Regions from separate parts of the Zea mays genome. Here all the other regions are linked to region 1. Evidence: chromatin contacts called from public Hi-C data. All regions are on one chromosome and are shown on one strand. The core of a region is the stretch at or near the end of the contact, and the rest is flanking DNA. Distances in the headings are between cores, read along the strand shown.

Region 1 (3,328 bases), core at 520-3,019:
AATCGGCGGTATTTTTCTTTGTCAATGGCATGATCTCAAAGAATAAATAACTAACATTCAAAGAATTAGATAGTATACCCTAAAAAAAGAATTAGATATCATGTGGATTCGCTACTCATTTCCTTTTAACTGACCACAGATGGGTAAAGGAACTCTATTCAACTTTGCTTAATAAGCTTTTACTACAAATGGTATATTCTTTCATGGTTCCATCTGTCCAAGCATTTGGCTCGGTGTCTAGCAATAAAAATACAAAGCTGATTGTACCCATCAAAACCAGCCTGAATGGAGAGAGTAAAAGGTAAGGAATCTCTAGCCACCAAATTAATATCTGAAGTTATTGAGGGTGTGTTTGGTTCAACTGTAAATTCCTACCCTCTCGAACGAGCCAATTCGACAGCATGCTATTGCCGGCAAGGGAGTGGTGTGCCATGCCACGAAGCTCTACGCCCGTAGTGCTAGGTCCAAGCGTCACGACTGTAGTCATCCCCAGTCCAACACATACATGGTGTCCTACACGAGTAGCGTGTATGAAGATGATAACAACTAAAGTGATAAGTGTTATGTCATCTTCTTTCATGGGGACGGAGCCTCACAGTCACTGAACATCGAAAAGGGAGCGGACGGCATGGACGTTAGGTGATGAGCAACATTGAAGGGTCGACAAGAAAGAGGTTCGGTGGTTTAGGGATGGCTAAGCCACATCGCCGACCTCTGGAGTCAGGCGCAGGGAGGCGGTGGCAACTCTATATGTTGTCGGTCGTCAGGTGAGGTGAGGCCGTCAGGGGCCTTTGAATAGAAAATATAATAATTTGGTCCTATAAATAGGGACAATTAGGTAATATTTTTGAAAAATTGGATGACATGAATCTAAAAAATCTAGGTAGAAGGAGATTCTGGATTGAACTAGATAAATCTATAGATTTTTCAGAATCTATTCATCTTCTATACCTCTTGGTAGGGATTCTAGATTTTTTACAGTGAATTTGACTTTCTTCATCAAGCTGAACCAAACATACCCTGAGATTGCTTCGATAGCATGAGAAACCTAAAGCAGAAGCCTAAAACCCCTGACGTTTTATCCTTGGCGGTAATGGTGAACACTATGTACGAGGAGATAAAAATATGTTTAATTGGAGAGGTCCCGAGCCTGCAAATTGAGTAATTCACCTGCGCCAACATCTGCGACTGAAGCCCAAAATGTGCCGCAGATGCCGCGTTACCCTGGCCTTGCAGCATCCCCAGCTGGCCCTGCCCAAGCATGGGGGCGCGCCCCGCCAGCTGCTGCTGGCCCACGAGCCCTCCGCCACCCGAGAAGCTCATCTGCCCGCCGTACATCCTAGCCGCGTACTGCTGGAGCTGGGTGGCCGTGGAGAGGCGTGAGGTCGACCCCGAGCGGGGGATCTGGGCAAACCCCGCGGCGCCGACCCCTGCCTGCGTGGGCGAAGGCGCCTGCAGCTGCGGCGGGCGCGGGAGGTAATCCATGGATCCTCCGCCGCCCGAAGCGTCAGCTGCCGCAGCCGCCTGGTCGAGCTGCTGCGGGGACGAGATGTGCGCGGAGAGGTCGGAGACGGTCGGGGACGGGGGAATTTGAGGGGAGAGGAGGGGGTTGGGGTTCTGCGGGGTGGACACGGAGGCCGCGGCGGCGAGCTGGTCGGGCTGCGCCGGCGAGGCGGAGGCGGCCACGGGCGGCGGATCCGCCATGCCGCGGCGTGGCGGGGGCGTGTAGGGTTTCGGCGGCAGTGGTCCGACGCGGACGCGGTTGCGTCGGGGGGCGGTGCGTCGGGGGGGACAGTTTGACGTGTGTGAGTAGTCTTTTCGCAGTTGATGGGTCAGAGGGGAGGGCCCCATGGGATCATTTACAGGTGCAGGTAACCAATGAGGATCTTATTTAAAAGCATCTCCAACATCTCCTATTTAGTGTTCCTAAAACTTTTTCTGGTATAATATCACGAATAAACATATCCAACAGATATGTGCTCTTAATTTTTAAGTGCTCCTGAAACAAGAGCAAATCTGCGGAGCTACTTAGACCCTAATCGTTGTTTCTTTATTTCCCGCAGCGACGAAACCTTTGGTGCCCTTCTCCCTCCCCTAGCGCGCCCAGCCTCGCACTGCAGTTCCTGCAGCGCACCGTCCCCAACCTCCCTTTCCATACGCGCAGGCGGTCTCCCGCTGCAGCCTATGAACCAGCATCATCTTCCTTCTTCCCCATCGGCGACGGCAGCAGCTTCCTTCTTCTCCATCGTATGAACCAGCGGCGGGCGGCGAGACGGAAGGTATGAAGCTTCGTTCTTGCCCAACGCAGTGGCTTCGGGTGTCGCATTCCACTTCCCCACTGCTACCAATCCATGGATCTAGCTGCTAGGAGACGACTTTATTCATCACATGTCTCACTTCATTGTTGTTATTCATACCATCTCCTTGCATCAGTTTCCAATCTCAGTTTTGTTTTGCCACCCTATGCAACATACATGAACGAGTTCATCGAGGAGAACACAATGTGCACTAGGACCAGACGTCGCCATTACTTCAACCAACAATTCCTTAGTGCCTCCATGTAGGGCTGGAAAAAAAGCTCGAGCTGGCTCGGGCTCGCAGCAGCTCGGCTCGGCTTGGACCGGCTCGACGCTCAGAACGAGCCCGAACCGAGCCTGTTTTTGTGGCTCGTGAAAAGAGTGAGCCAGCTCGGCTCGGTGCAGCTCGCGAGCTGGCTCATGGCTCGACCCAACAACATTTTGTTACATAAAATCATGTTATTTAAAATATTTTTAAGATTTTATATTATAATTTAGAGAGCAGATTTACATTTATGGCTAGGCTCGTTGGCTCGACGAGCCGTTTTCCGAGCTTGCCAGATGGGCGAGTCGAGCCGAGCTCGGCTCGTTACGTGAGAACCAAGAAGATGTTGGGTCCTCTCAACATCGTGGCTCCGTCGTGGGTAGACAAACAATACGTCGATAAGAGTTCAAGGTTTTCATCGTTTGATGTAAGACTATTTTGTCGAACGACCAGTGTATAATGAGCCAATGTTTCAGAGAAGGTACAAATTCTCTTGAGTTTAGGGTTTAGAGTTTATGAATTATATTGTTGCTTCTGTCATATGTTTTTAGGGTTCCTCACTTTAAGTTTCATTTCTCTGTAACAGGTTTTGCATGTGCAAGGCAATGTTCATTGACATATGCCACGAGGTTGTGTCCAACAACATGTACTTTATGCGGAGGACAATGCAGCTGACGTGTCGGGATTCAACATTGTCCAAAAGGTAACAGTTGCACTCTGCATGCTAGCATACGGTGGAGCTGTCGATAGGTTGGACGAGTAGTTC
Region 2 (3,410 bases), core at 369-2,868, 140 kb before region 1:
GTTCAAGAGCAAACTGAATCTGATTTTCATGAACATCTTTTGGAGCTATGGACAATGTCAGGACATCACGTGAAAGTAAATATGCACCAAAACTTGCTACTCCACAGCCAACATCCAAGACAACTCTAGTATGAGATCCAAATGCAACATTTGGTACCATCTGGACGAACAGAGGGAACAGGTTGCTCTAGTCAGAGTAAGGATTAAATTCCAAGCAGTTTTGAAGAATATTTGACATCGAACCTGGGAGATCTGGTCTAGGTATTGATTTGCTCCATGAATGAATTGAGTTCCGCCTCCAGGAAATCTGAATTTATCTTTGACCTTGGTGATCCAATTCTGTCCTCCTTTGTCATCAATCAATCTTGTGTGAGGCACGTTGCTAAACCAGACCTGCATCCAATCAAATAACATATTAGAAAGTCTTTAACTTCAAATTTTTGGTTTCTGCAAAATCAGCCAAGTCAGACCAAATAGAACGGTTGATACTTATGCGTTCATCAAATGTCAGCATAAATCATGTGTTCGTTTCAACTAACATTTCAGGTTGCTGACAAGATTAGCATTCAATGCATATCACAGTAGTAGAACACAACAATACAGTTAAGTCCCTGTCGCAAAAAAAAAATTGGAAGAAACATGGCAATTAAAAATACGGTTTAATAATCAACTTCCGCATAGACTGTGGACGGGACGGTTAGCCCTATCATATTAGTTGTCTTTGTCTAACTTAGTATCATTGTATACACTGAATTATCATTACGTACGGGTTGCTATGAAATGGCAACGACTAACACCAATACATGCTAACCTCGTCTCTGCTCCGAGGCCAGGGGATGGGCGCCTTGTACCCGTTGGGCGCCGGCACGAGGCAGCTGAGACCCTTGTCCTTGGCAGGGCAGTGCCGCTCAAACCGCTCCCCGCGCTCCGTCGAGGGCAGCCGCTTGATATCATCCTCGTTGTCGAGGCAGGGTATGTACTCCCTCATGCTCTCGGGGCAGACCGGGAACCTCTCAATCCGCACCCTAGGTGGTCCACCGCTGGCGCCCACGTCGCTAGGCTCCTGCGGCGCGGTCTCGTCGGTGGCCAGATCAGTGTCGTTGGCGCCGACGTTGCCGATGTCGAAGTCGTCCTGCATAGCGCCGTCCTCGCCGACGATGCCGAGGCGCGCTGGTGGTGGAGGAGGGGGGAGGGGAGGCGGCGGCGCCGATGTCGGCGGTGGTAGTGCGGGCGGGGACCAGGCATTGGGAGTAGAAGAAGCAGGCGGGGTGCTGGGGGTAGGGATCAGGGATGGGTCGAAGGAGACGTTAGAGTTAGGGGAGAGCACGACGGAAGGAGAGCGGGAGGACGACCTGGGCGACGACGAGGAGGCATCGGACGAGAAGAAGACAAGGCGCGGGGAGGCGTTGGGCCAGTGGTAGCCAACGAGGAAGGCGAGCGCAACGGCGAAAGCGAAGACGGCGGCGCGGAGTAGGTGCGGGCCTCGGAGCAGGTCGGCGGCGTGCGCGCCCAGGGCCTTCATGTCTGGGCCCTCGGGCCACGGGGAGATGTCGGCGCCGTGCCTTGCGTCCGTCTGCGTCGTTCGGGGACGATGCGGAAGGGATGGGATCGGAAGGGGAATATGGGATCGCCGAAGGCCAGGCCGGTGATGAGCAGTAGTGATAAACTGGGCAAGTGCAGTTTACCTTTTTTTTCTTGTGGACCCAACTGTCAGCAACGCTACAGGTATCTAGGCTGCTCAACGCAATAGCGTGGCGTACTGTGCCATCGTCCAGCTTGGCGTCGATGCGCCGATGCTGCAGGCTCCAGTTGATTCCTGTTAAATTTTGTAGTGCTCAGTGGTAAAACCAGTTGAGAGGGAGAGAAATAATAGAACTGTAACCAGAGATCTTCTTTATATACATCTGTACAAAAGGGTCTCCAAAAGATGTAACCCTTAGATAATAACTGTCAACCAATGAGTGGTTGGATGAAGTTGATCACTGTACTATATTTTATAACAATTCCAACGCCCATTGCTGCCGACCGCTGGCTAGAGATGCCACTAGTTGCTCATGAAAAAAAACGTTCCTGCTTTTCTCTCACTAGTAGGTTATAGCTAATACCTTACATCACATACAGGAGACAAGACACCACTCAGCCTACATTGACTAAAGATATATAAAAAAACATAGTCCCATACAACATCTAAAGAACAAAAACAGTGATCCGATTCGTAAACCTCCAACCAAACTAAGCGAAAATATGAAGAGACGCTGACTTCAAACGTCGACACGCTTCCTTAATAGTCTTTATCTTCTTCGTTTTGTAGCTGAGCCTAGGTTCTAAACAGTTGTGTCGGGGACCGTAATTAGGGGTACCCCCAATACTCCTTAACCTCGCTGGAAAACATCTTCAGAACAAACCATAAACGACTGATAAAACGTAGGTCTCGTCTACCAAGGGACGCGACCTCCTCCGAGCCCAGCCTCGGGCAAGGACAGTAGTCCCGGACGGTTTCACGCCTCGACCGAGGGTCCCCTCAGTCATCAGACGCACCCTCAGCTCGCCCGAAGCCTAGCTCGGGCGAACTTTGTCGTGCAGCGGCCTCGGCCAAATCGCCTCACTAACCGACCGTATCGCATGCGCATTTAATGCGGGGATCGTCTGGCATCTTATCCATACACGTGTGCCTCAGTCGGCAAGGTCGAAGTGACCGCAGTCACTTCGCCTCTTCACTGACCGTTCTGACAGGAAAACAGTGTTGTTCACCCCGCTCCGGCAACTGTGTCAGCCACCAGGGAAAGACTGACAACAGCAAGTCACGACCTCCCCTGAGTCCGGCCTCGGGCGCAACAGGGAGCTCCGCCTCGTCCGACCCCAGGCCTCGGCCTCAGCCTCGGCCTCGGGAGAAGGTCTCCGCCTCACCCGACCCTGGGCCTCGGCCTTAGCCTCGGCCTCGGAGGAGTCGTCGCCTCGCCCGACCTCGGCCTCGGAATCAACTACGCTACAGGGGATACATCATGACCCTACCCCTGGTTAGCCGCCTCAGGCTACGAGGGAACAAGATCGGTGTCCCATCAAAGTTACTCCGGTAACAGGTAATGATGGTTCCCCGCGTGCGCCCATGACGTCGGGTGCTCTCAAACCCCCTACGGAAGCAAGAAAACATCAGCAAGATCCATGCCGCACCGCCAGCTATGCTTCTACAGGGCTCAAGACACTTCTCCGATGGCCAAGTTATTACCTGTACAGGGCTCAAGACACTTCCCTACCAGCCACGTTAGCATATAGCTACACACCCCATTGTACAGCTGGGCCATCTCCTTGTATCTATAAAAGGGGGACGTCCATGGCCTTCCTAAGGCATGGGGACAGCACGCACGCAACAGCGGAGACATAACACAGAGGAAGAAAAAAAGGGAGGCGAG
Region 3 (3,185 bases), core at 73-2,572, 190 kb before region 1:
GCCCAGCGACGCCTGCGGCCCTGCCGGCAGACGCAGGTCGATGGGCAGCCACGGCTTCTGGACAAGCACAACCATGGATGAACTGTGATGACCCCTCCCTCCCTCTCCCAGCCTCAGCTCACTTTCTCGCTCAGGTGCTGCAACGCCACTGCTCGATCGAAGCTCCGTGCCCGCTCTCCTCAGTGGCTTGTTATACTACCAGACATGAAGAAATACATCCCGCTAGGTAGAGCTTCAACGCTGTCGGCCGATGCCTCGCTGGTGCTCCACGCGGTTTTGCGCCCGCCGCCCGGTACAGGTTCGGTTGGGTTGGTAATCCGGTACGGGTGACGAAGGGAGCCTCTTTATATACCGGCGGTGGTGGTAGTGCTGTTCTGGCTTAGGTCTCTCGCCCTGGGGCAGAGAGGAGAGAAAGGCGACCGCGAACTTATTGCTGATGCCCCTGCAGAGAATAGATAAGAGAGACGGAGAAGGAGATAGAGGTGGCGACGGCGATGGTGTGTGACCGAGGAGGAAGACACGGTCGCCCCGTGGGAATGCCTGGTCCGAATGGTAGGCGCGCGCTTACCTGAAGCTGAAGGGGACGCACGCAGCGTTGGTTGAAGCGTGAGCTTTCTTTATTTCCGGGGTCGGGTGGGGAGTGGAGATAAGTTCATCTCTAACAATAGTGCAAATGACGGTATAAAATATTATTTTACACTATATATTATATTATTTGTAAAATAAAATTTAAAATAAAGAGTGAGATATAAAATTTGCTGGAGATAGTCTCCAACACCACACCGGCCTCCTCCTCCTGTCCCTCGGCCGGTGTAGGAATGGAGTGCTGGCCGCTCCAACGGAGCCCATTGTGCGGGCTAGCGCATGTGACCACGTGCTCCACTGCACATCTCCCCGTTTCGTTAATTAGTGCTTTAACTGTAAAATCAATATTTTTAGTATAATTAATATATAACAATGTGTATTATAGTACTACAAATATAGTATTATTTTTTAAAATTCCAAAACTGATATATAAAAGATAAATAATTCAGTTAAAGAGTGAAGGGAAGTTGAATGGATGGATTGGTTGGAGAGGACAAAAAATAGGAGGAAGAATCAAGAATGGATGAGGAAGGGATATTTAAATATGAATAGAAGGTATAAATAGGGGGATTTGGAAGGAGAAATAGTTGGAGATAGACTAAGCGACCTCGTGTTATCTGTTTGTCCGGGCTCAGTGCGAGGTTAAGTTGCTTAACCCACTGGGTTTGAGAGTTTCTACCACTACAACCTAGATCGGGACTCACGAGTACCGATTTCGGCAGGATATCTCATTTCATTTTATAGGCTTTCCGATTTTACTCCTGCTTTCTTTTCGTTTTCGTTAGACCATACCTATTTCGGCCCTGCTTTATTGAAAACAACTATATGTTATGCTGGAACAAGAACACGCATGGTTATCGTTGACCGTTATCCGGAAGAACGCCGGGAATTCGGAGGTTCTGCCATGCGTTCGTTCAGACCCGAATGCGTGTGGACATCACTTGCTTCGTGAGTGAATCCACAGGAGCTAGTTAGCTAGCTAGGGCGTAGCTGCGTTCAAATGCTGTATTGTTATCGGCCATGCCTTCTGGTCTCCGCTTAAACCTCTGGAAGACCAGAGCACGTGGCCGCAACGACGACGAGCTTTCGGTTGCACGTTTTGGATACGCACATCGGCATGAAAAACGAGCTTTCTGTCGGATACATGCATATGCACAGAGGCACCTAAGCAAGTGCATGCTTTGCTTAAGAATCAAGTCTAATATAAAGCCTGCAGTTGTCATTAGTTAATATTGTTCCATTTCTCGAGGGAAATAAAAGAGAGACCTCCAGCAAACATTTTAACCGTACTATTTTCTACTATTTCTATAATGTTTTGTATTGCAGCTACATCAGTTCGAACAGTCTGAAAACCACAAAACTGTATAGCGTAGATTAAATTTAGAAAAATACGCTAGGAGGCTCCCATTGTCTTTTGCCTCTAAACTCTCTTTTCCAAACTTATATAGCTGCAAATTTTGTAGAAGACATTTAGAAGAGGCTCCATACTCTAAACGGTGACAGCTTGGGGGCAACATGTACCATCCCGAGCTTTCATCGACTTTTTTTTCCTTAAATCTTTGTTACATGTAGATGTTAGGTCAAATCCAATCAAAATTTTCATCTTCTTATTTTCCGAGTCATTACATCAAAACTTTTTACAACAAATCAATTGTCACTTGGTCTACGAACTTTAAAAATGCATTTTTAGGACTTTAAACTTATACCACACATTTACATTTTTAACTTGTAAAAATGTTACATCAGACGTATATTTATAGATCACACGGACTATTACGAAGTTCAATGAAGTAGCATTCCTTGAAGTTTAGAGGTCGTTCATGTATTTAACTCTTGTTACGTAGTTTTGAAATAGTCATCAAATTGAGGAATCCATCTGTTTGGATTGATCTTGTTTATTTAGTCAAAAAAAAGTCAACCTGATTTATGGCTTAAAAAAAGTCAATCCATCTGAACGACGACTAACTCTGAGTTAGAGATGTCCAAACGGGCGGCCCGGCCCGGTCTGGCCCGAGCCCGGTGAAGCCCGGCCCGTTTTGGGCCCGGCCCGCCAGGCACGATTAGAAAACCGGGCCGGGCCAGCTAAGCACGCGGGCTCAATTTCCTGTCCGAGCCCGGCCCGCAACGGGCCTAAACGGGCCGGGCCGGCCCGTTTAGCACGAAAAAAGCGGGCCGAAAAGCACGTTTAGTGTAAAAAAGCGGGCTTAACGGGCTTAGAGCTAAACGGGTCGTGCCGGGCTAGCCCACCGTGCCTAATTTCCTGTCCGAGCCCGGCCCGCTTATTCGTGCCGGGCCGGCCCGGGCCCGCATATAACCGGGCCGTGCCGGGCTCGGACCGGACCCAAACAGCGGGCTTCGTGCCGAGCTCGCGGGCCTCGTGCTTATTGGACATCTATACTCCGAGTGATGGGATGGGTAGGACTGAACATCCAAGCTTAGACCAACTCCAGCAGACTCCCTCTCCGTATCCCTAAAACGCGCGGCCAACACATTCTCTCTCCTCTCCGTATCCGTCTCCGTTTCCAGCAACACTCCCCATCCCACTCCGCATGCAGTCTATGACACCTGGAGCCCGCGAGCAGCCGCGCGCGCACGCAGAG

The links. A called contact is a pair of places that touch in the nucleus more often than the background predicts.
Region 2: a Hi-C map of tassel shows a contact between it and region 1, with 2.7 times the contacts expected there. The contact joins the promoter of LOC100281537 here to the promoter of LOC100275267 in region 1. A contact is called at or near these places in 3 of 25 Hi-C or Micro-C datasets (ear, endosperm and tassel).
Region 3: a contact with region 1 is called in a Hi-C map of bundle sheath, with 2.5 times the contacts expected there. The contact joins the promoter of LOC103636505 here to the promoter of LOC100275267 in region 1. A contact is called at or near these places in 4 of 25 Hi-C or Micro-C datasets (bundle sheath, ear, leaf mesophyll and 1 more).

Annotation. Positions count from the first base shown.
Region 1 is chr8:174,816,090-174,819,417 of Zm-B73-REFERENCE-NAM-5.0, reverse strand. It overlaps LOC100275267, which reads right to left and starts at 1,769. Exons shown (of 8, transcript NM_001350150.1): 1 at 1,171-1,769. The coding sequence starts at 1,704.
Region 2 is chr8:174,959,339-174,962,748 of Zm-B73-REFERENCE-NAM-5.0, reverse strand. It overlaps LOC100281537, which reads right to left and starts at 1,618. Exons shown (of 9, transcript NM_001394733.1): 1 at 812-1,618; 2 at 244-393; 3 at 1-160. The coding sequence starts at 1,522. It also overlaps the pseudogene LOC109941674.
Region 3 is chr8:175,008,744-175,011,928 of Zm-B73-REFERENCE-NAM-5.0, reverse strand. It overlaps LOC103636505, which reads right to left and starts at 1,322. Exons shown (of 1, transcript XM_008658847.4): 1 at 1-1,322. The coding sequence starts at 75.